Regions from separate parts of the Xenopus tropicalis genome. Here region 1 is linked to region 2. Evidence: chromatin contacts called from public Hi-C data. All regions are on one chromosome and are shown on one strand. Each heading gives the region's core, a stretch centred on a gene start, on an enhancer-like site or on the middle of the called end of the contact. The rest is flanking DNA. Distances are from core to core; before and after follow the strand shown. Region 1 holds the start of prkag2 (protein kinase, AMP-activated, gamma 2 non-catalytic subunit). Region 2 overlaps prkag2 (protein kinase, AMP-activated, gamma 2 non-catalytic subunit).

Region 1 (3,971 bases), core at 346-2,845, 37 kb before region 2:
AGCTACCGTGTCGAAAGCAGCATATCTGATATTTACATTACAATTCATAACAGTAGCAAAATTACAGTTATGAAGTAGCAACGAAAATTATTTTATGGTTGGGGGTCACCACAACATGAGGAACTGTATTAAAGGGTCGCGGCATTAGGAAGGTGGAGAGCCACTGGCCTAAGCTGATATCCATGCTACCAGGGTCGGACTGGGGGGTACAGGGCCCAACGGGGATCCCGCCCCAGGGGCCCAGTAGGTGCCCCGTCGGCCACGCCCCCTAACCACCATCCCCCCGCAGGGTCCCCCACCATCGTTCTCCCCTGAGCGTGCATAAATTTAACGCATCAGGGGAGCGCTGGCATGGGTCGGGTCTGGGCCGACCGGGATTTTTCCCGGTGTCCTGGCGGCACAGTCCGACCCTGCATGCTACGCAGATATTAGATATTATTACCTCAGAAAGGTTTGAAAATGTAATTGGCTGATGCAGGGGCATTTCTGGGGTCTATGCTGCCCCGAGGCGGCCATTCGGATGCCGCTTCCCCTTCACACCTGATGCTTATCTTTCCGAGTAATGCAGAAGTGCAAAAACTAAGAACTGAATAGTGGCCATCATTTAAATACTTCTGGGCACTTGGTCAGTTTTAAAAACCAAGGCCAGGGATAAAGAATGCTATTATCCTGTTAGGGATATATAGTTACGTGCCCATAAGATTTGTATTTTTGTGTGTAATTATTTATTAACATGTATTTGTGCCAACATATTCCTCAGCTTGTATTCCTACAAGCATGTAATGAAAGGGTTTAGAGATAAAATCTATTGTCAATAAGCTTAGATAAAATCTCTATTTTAATGTCAACAAGCATAAATAGCATCTGTGGTTTCATGTAAACAACCTCTAGGCCGAATAAAGCAACACCGGTGTTTTGTTTTAGCTTTGTGTTTATGGGGTAGCAAGAACCCTGCCTCAAACAAGATTATGAAATAAAACTAATATTCTATAGGGTATCTGGGGCTGGCAGGGGTTTGTGGGTATTTTACAGGCGCTTGAGAGTAAAAGTTATGTCATTATACCTCACATATTTTAATTGTTTCGTTACATCAGCGCTTTGGCTGGGGGCGTTTACTAAGCTAGGGATGTCGGAATAGCCTTTGTATATGCGTTGGGAACTACAACGTTCAGCAGTAAGGGTACTAGTTTTATTAGTATCTGACGATATACGTGTAGTACCGGCTACAGGTTTGATTACACCGTAACTGCTGCCCTACTACATACGCACTGACAGCAGCCAGGCGCCTCAGCTTCTCTCACCGCAGAAACAGGGCGGAGACTCTCGCATTGCGCTTGCTGATTGGTCGTCGGCTTCCAACCCGTCAGCTGGCCAATGAGAGGAGGCGCGGTGTTGCTGGTCGTGCCCTTTTTCTGACTAATGGCCAATCAAATGAGGAGTGAGGGAGGGACGCTGGCTGATCGGTGTGTGTATGAGTGTGTGAAGGGAGAAGCAGAGGCAATAATTGGTGGTCCCTTCCCCTTTGCTGTTTCTCCTCTTCCCCTGCCTGAATGTTCATCCCCTTTTCTCTGCCTTCTCACACAGGCTCAAAGCACCACTGAAGGCATGCTGGAGAAACTAGAGCTGGAAGATGAAGGTAGGAGACCATCAGCCCTTATATCTACCTTTACCTGCCTCCATAGAAGGTTGCCCCCTCCCCTGTTCCTGGGCTCCCCCCCTCCCTTGTGTCTGGGCTCCCCCCTCCCCTGTTCCTGGGCTCCCCCCTCCCTTGTGTCTGGGCTCCCCCCCTCCCCTGTTCCTGGGTTCCCCCCTCCCTTGTGTCTGGGCTCCCCCCCTCCCCTGTTCCTGGGCTCCCCCCTCCCCTGTTCCTGGGTTCCCCCCTCCCTTGTGTCTGGGCTCCCCCCTCCCCTGTTCCTGGGCTCCCCCCCTCCCCTGTTCCTGGGCTCCCCCCCTCCCCTGTTCCTGGGCTCCCCCCTCCCTTGTGTCTGGGCTCCCCCCTCCCTTGTGTCTGGGCTTCCCCCCTCCCCTGTTCCCTGGGCTCCCCCCCTCCCCTGTTCCTGGGCTCCCCCCCTCCCCTGTTCCTGGGCTCCCCCCTCCCTTGTGTCTGGGCTTCCCCCCTCCCCTGTTCCTGGGCTCCCCCCTCCCCTGTTCCTGGCTCCCCCCCTCCCCTGTTCCTGGGCTCCCCCCCTCCCCTGTTCCTGGGCTCCCCCCCTCCCCTGTTCCTGCGCTCCCCCCCTCCCCTGTTCCTTGCGCTCCCCCCTCCCCTGTTCCTGGGCTCCCCCCTCCCTTGTGTATGGGCTTCCCCCCTCCCCTGTTCCTGGGCTCCCCCCTCCCTTGTGTCTGGGCTACCCCCCTCCCCTGTTCCTGGGCTACCCCCCTCCCCTGTTTCAGGGCTACCCCCCTCCCCTTTTCAGGGCTACCCCCCTCCCCTGTTTCAGGGCTACCCCCTCCCCTTTTTCAGGGCTACCCCCCTTCCCTGTTTCATGGCTACCGCCTCCCCTGTTTCAGTGCTACCCTCCTCCCCTGTTTCAGGGCTACCCTCCTCCCCTGTTTCAGGGCTACCCTCCTCCCCTGTTTCAGGGCTACCCTCCTCCTCTGTTTCAGGGCTACCCCCTCCCCTGTTTCAGGGCTACCCTCCTCCCCTGTTTCAGGGCTACCCTCCTCCCCCTGTTTCAGGGCTACCCTCCTCCCCTGTTTCAGGGCTACCCTCCTCCCCTGTTTCAGGGCTACCCTCCTCCCCTGTTTCAGGGCTACCCTCCTCCCCTGTTTCAGGGCTACCCTCCTCCCCTGTTTCAGGGCTACCCTCCTCCCCTGTTTCAGGGCTACCCTCCTCCCCTGTTTCAGGGCTACCGCCTCCCCTGTTTCAGGGCTACCGCCTCCCCTGTTTCAGGGCTACCGCCTCCCCTGTTTCAGGGCTACCGCCTCCCCTGTTCCTGGGCTACCCCCCTCCCCTGTTCCTGGGCTACCCCCTTGTCATTAGCCTGACTTGCTGTCAGCAAACTGCTGTCTGGTAGTGAGAACAGATAGTGAGTGAACTGCTAGGTAGGTAGGAAGAATAAAAGACTCACATCTCCTAAAATACACAATATATCTATATCAGCTCTATGGCATATACTGCCCTCCCTTATATAGGCTAATGACAATCACAAATCACCAAATGTCTGAGACTAATTCTGCTGCACTGCACATAGGTGTGCCTCTCTGTGCCTCTCTGTGCCTCTATACATAATATTGTTTGTTCTTTAGAGCTTGTAATCTATATGGAATTTGCATATTCATCAGTGTTAAAAATAAGATTGTGAGGCTCATCTGTAGCGCTTTAGTTAATGTTGAACTACAAACCTGTGGCCCTGTACTCCCAGAGGCTATTATCCCCCCACTGCTACTATAGGCACCATCTCTCCCTACTATACCTGCTATCCCACAGCCCCAGTCCCTTCCCAGAGGCTATTATCCCACTGCTACTATAGGCACCATCTCTCCCTACTATACCTGCTATCCCACAGCCCCAGTCCCTTCCCAGAGGCTATTATCCCCCCACTGCTACTATAGGCACCATCTCTCCCTACTATACCTGCTATCCCACAGCCCCAGTCCCTTCCCAGAGGCTATTATCCCCTCACTGCTACTATAGGCACCATCTCTCCCTACTATACCTGCTATCCCACAGCCCCAGTCCCTTCCCAGAGGCCATTATCCCCCCACTGCTACTATAGGCACCATCTCTCCCTACTATACCTGCTATCCCACAGCCACAGTCCCTTCCCAGAGGCTATTATCCCACTGCTACTATAGGCACCATCTCTCCCTACTATACCTGCTATCCCACAGCCCCAGTCCCTTCCCAGAGGCTATTATCCCCCCTCTGCTACTATAGGCACCATCTCTCCCTACTATACCTGCTATCCCACAGCCCCAGTCCCTTCCCAGAGGCTATTATCCCCCCACTGCTACTATAGGCACCATCTCTC
Region 2 (3,775 bases), core at 235-2,734:
ACAGATGTTTTTTCACAGACAATATTTTCATTAGCGAATAGCAAACTGAGTTGCATGTGTGACCCCGCCCACTAATCTGAAACTTCTCTTGCCCTTTATTTAGAGCTGTATTTACAGGAGACGTTCAAGCCTCTAGTGAACATATTTCCAGATGCAAGGTAAGATTTCAATTTCCATGAATACTAAGCATTACCTTGGCAGAGCAGGCTCCGGCTGGTTAAAGAACATTGCACTTCAAGGTCACATGACTATAGCTGAATTAGTGAGGGCAACTCTTACATGGATGTGAGGAACATCTCCTACAAACTGCTTGTTACAGTCGGCTCCCCCATAGCCATGGTTCTGTCATGGTTTCATTCTTCAGCACCCACTAAGATTTCAGAATCTGCTGAAGGACAGCAAACTAAATGTTCCTCTTGTACAGAATCCAGGAAGCAGTGTCCTTACTACTCCTCCTTGTCTGTATGAAAGGACCTATCTATTAAGGACTGAATAGGAAGATAAGTCATAAAAAGTAACCATAAAATTATAATCTCGCAGAGCAATAGTTTGAATGCTGGGGTCAGTGACCCCCACATCTGAAAGCTATAAAAAGAAGGAAAACTATAGAAATAAATAATGAAGACCAATTGCAGGTATAGGACATTCTATAACATACTCAACGTTAACTTAAACTTGAACCACCCCTTTAGGGTGAAGAGACACAGAACTACTTAGTAGCAGCTACTTGTCACGGCTACTAAACGCCAGAAAATCCCCTGCCATAGACAATATTGAAAATTGGCTCTGCTAAAACACACGTAGAGACAATTATCAGTAAATGATCAGCATTGTCTGTTTCTATAGCTGCTACTATAAGCTCTGTGTGTCTTCATCCTAAGGGTGAAGACACACAAGCTACTAGTAGCAGCTACTTTTTCATGGCTACTAAACACCAGAAAATCCCCTGCCATAGACAATACTGCAAATTGCCTCTGCTAAAACTCACGTAGAGACAGTTATCAGTAAATGATCAGCATTGTCTATTTTAGTAGCCACGACAAGTAGCTGCTACTAGTAGCTCTGTGCGTCTTCACCCTCACGTTAAAGTTAACGTTTAGTATGTTATAGAATGTCTTATTCACGCAACTGGTAGTGGCGACTCATATGCTAGTCTATGGGCGCTAAATTGCTACGATTAGTCACTGAGGTTTTTAAAAAAGTTGCGGCAACTAAACGCCCTTTGTGTCTTCGGCCTAAAGGCTGTCCTATGAAAAATTGGGTTCCTGCATTCAAGCACTGGGGTCACTCATTCATAGGGAAACTTTAGCTCTGCTTCTGTTTTATGCTAGGCAAGACAGACACTGGTAGCGCTACAAAGGGAGGGTACGTAATGTATAAAATAAATGTAATTAGTGATTTGGCTTTTAATGTTTGTGTAATGCAGAAGTACCTGCCAATGTAATTGGCCATACCCACTGGCACTGATTGCGCTCTCATTGTACCATTTCAGGCTGCATTAGCCGAGGTTATTTGCTAACGAGATTTTACAGGATACATTCGGCTAATCTTGTTTTGTTGCCGCAGGACGGCAGTCATTGTGATTTAATCAAACATGATTTACATAAATACAAGTGGCTTTAATTTTGCCTTTGTTTGCCTCTTACTAATGCCAAATGAATTAGACAGCACAACATTCTTATCCATTGGCTGCGGAAGTTCATCACTGTTTTCTCCGCATCATTTTGTGTGACAGCGAACAATCTTCTAATAATTGTAAGGAAACATCTTTTTATGTAACCGTGGTGTTGCTGAAGCTGGCCATACACGGGGTTAATTAAACTGACAACTCAGACTAGAGGTGGGTAAAGGTGGCCATACAGGGGCAGATTTAATCTGGGTCTTTCAATTTGGCATCTGCCCATGTAAGGGGCCCTCAGACAGGCCTTTCTGACTGATATATCAACGAATATTGGCCAGAAGTCAGTCGGGCATGTTTGATTCTTCCATCAGATCAAGGACCACATCAGCTCCGACGGCTCATATTCCCATTATCGTAACTTGATCTTTTGACCAAAGGGCCAAACCATCTGAAAAGCACAATATCTCCCAAATTAGGAGGGCATATCGGGGGAAAGATCCGCCCACTTGGCGACTTCACCAAATGAGCTGATTTTTATGTTTGTGGCTAGCTTTACTGACTTGAGTATGGGGGCAGCCAATGGCATGCCTGATCTTAAAAATCCCATTGGGTGAGGGCTGCAATGTTGATGGAGTCTTTTCTCAATTGGCCTGCATAGGGCTGGGGGTTAAGTGATTGGATCAGCCAAGTTTGGCACCTTGTGGTTACCCAAATTAGACTAAGATCAGCTTGATGCTAGTTTGTTAAAAAGGTGCTTATTAAAGAATAAAGGTCCCCATACACCGGCAGATCCGCTCGCTTGGCGATGACGCCAGGGGCCTAAAGATCGAATTATAATGATGGGTATAGGTAAAGTCGGTCTGGCCCGGTCAACGAGTCGTTGCGGTCCCCAATCCGACTAGAATTTCTAACCTGGCCGATCAAGATCTGCTCGATTCCAGGCCAGATATCGGTCGGGCAGGCCATCGGAAGTGCCCATACACGGGCCGATTAGCTGCCGAATCTGTCTAAGGGATTGATATCGGCAGCTACTATCGGCCCATGTATGGGGACCTTTAGGCTAGAAATGCTGCACATTATAGTTTGGAGTTCTGTACCAGCCCAAGGCCCCCACAGCCCTTTAGCAGGGCAGATTTGTGCTACCAGTAGCCCCCCATCTGCTTTTCTGCTGATTCCACTGCACATGCTCTGTGCTTTTGTCACTAACCTGAGCTTAGGGACCCACTCACAATATACTGTGTATAGAAGGCTAATTAGTAATTAAATCAGATTCATATTACATGGCAGCTCAAAACCAGTGCATTCTGCATCAGACTTTAAAGTTAAAAATTAAGTTCGATCAGGTATTGTTATATAATTTTACTCTTTATCATCTCCAACAACCCCTAAGCTTAGCTTTCCAACAACAGCCCAGAGCCCACTGAGCATGTGCAGTGCCACTGACACTCAAAAGAGAAGATCCAATTTGGGAGCTGCTGGGGGGGAAAAAACAGTGACCCTTTAATACCTATTGGAAAAAAATGGCCTCATTGCTTAACTTTGGAAAATAAAGAGATGCAGCTGAACAGGTGACAGCGAGGTTCTACGTGTAATCTAAAGAATGTTGTGCCATGTGTTTCCAGAAAGGGTCACGCGCCGCTGATGTCACTGCTATTGCTTTACGCATCATGTGCCATGAAATCACATGGTCTTTAGTCATAGTCAGGTGACTCCCACACACACAGGTAATATTGCGTAATTGTTTGGGCACCTTGCGGCCTGAGAAAGGGAATGTTTGAATGAGCGTTATGTAACTGTGTGACCCGTGTCGTCCCAGCCAATGGGTGTGTTTGTGTTACGCTCATATGGGTTACACTGGGTGCTGGCTGCACTCCCACGCTGTGCTTTACCTGCACTAATTACCCTTATCTCTTCTTGTTTCCTCTACAGTCTCTTCGACGCTGTATATTCATTGATAAAAAATAAAATCCACAGATTGCCTGTTATTGACCCAGTCAGTGGAAATGCACTTTATATACTTACCCACAAAAGAATCCTCAAGTTCCTTCAGCTTTTTGTAAGTAAGAACATTTTCCACATTTTTATACTTCTATGCACATTATATATATACATAATATAGAAATACACATTTGCATACAGAAGCATGATCAGTAT

What was found. A called contact is a pair of places that touch in the nucleus more often than the background predicts.
Region 1: a Hi-C map of neurula embryo shows a contact between it and region 2, with 2.1 times the contacts expected there. The contact joins the promoter of prkag2 here to the enhancer-like site in region 2. A contact is called at or near these places in 3 of 5 Hi-C or Micro-C datasets (brain, neurula embryo and tailbud embryo).

What each region holds. Positions count from the first base shown.
Region 1 is chr6:14,501,458-14,505,428 of UCB_Xtro_10.0, reverse strand. It overlaps prkag2 (protein kinase, AMP-activated, gamma 2 non-catalytic subunit), which reads left to right and starts at 1,595. Exons shown (of 12, transcript NM_001127939.1): 1 at 1,595-1,636. The coding sequence starts at 1,606.
Region 2 is chr6:14,464,255-14,468,029 of UCB_Xtro_10.0, reverse strand. It overlaps prkag2 (protein kinase, AMP-activated, gamma 2 non-catalytic subunit), which reads left to right. Exons shown (of 12, transcript NM_001127939.1): 6 at 104-158; 7 at 3,551-3,677. Among named protein-coding and RNA genes, the nearest start is that of rheb, 15 kb to the right of the region's middle. Within about 2 kb of position 1,484, at least 2 of the 11 cell types and tissues checked have an H3K27ac peak or open chromatin away from gene starts, as enhancers often do.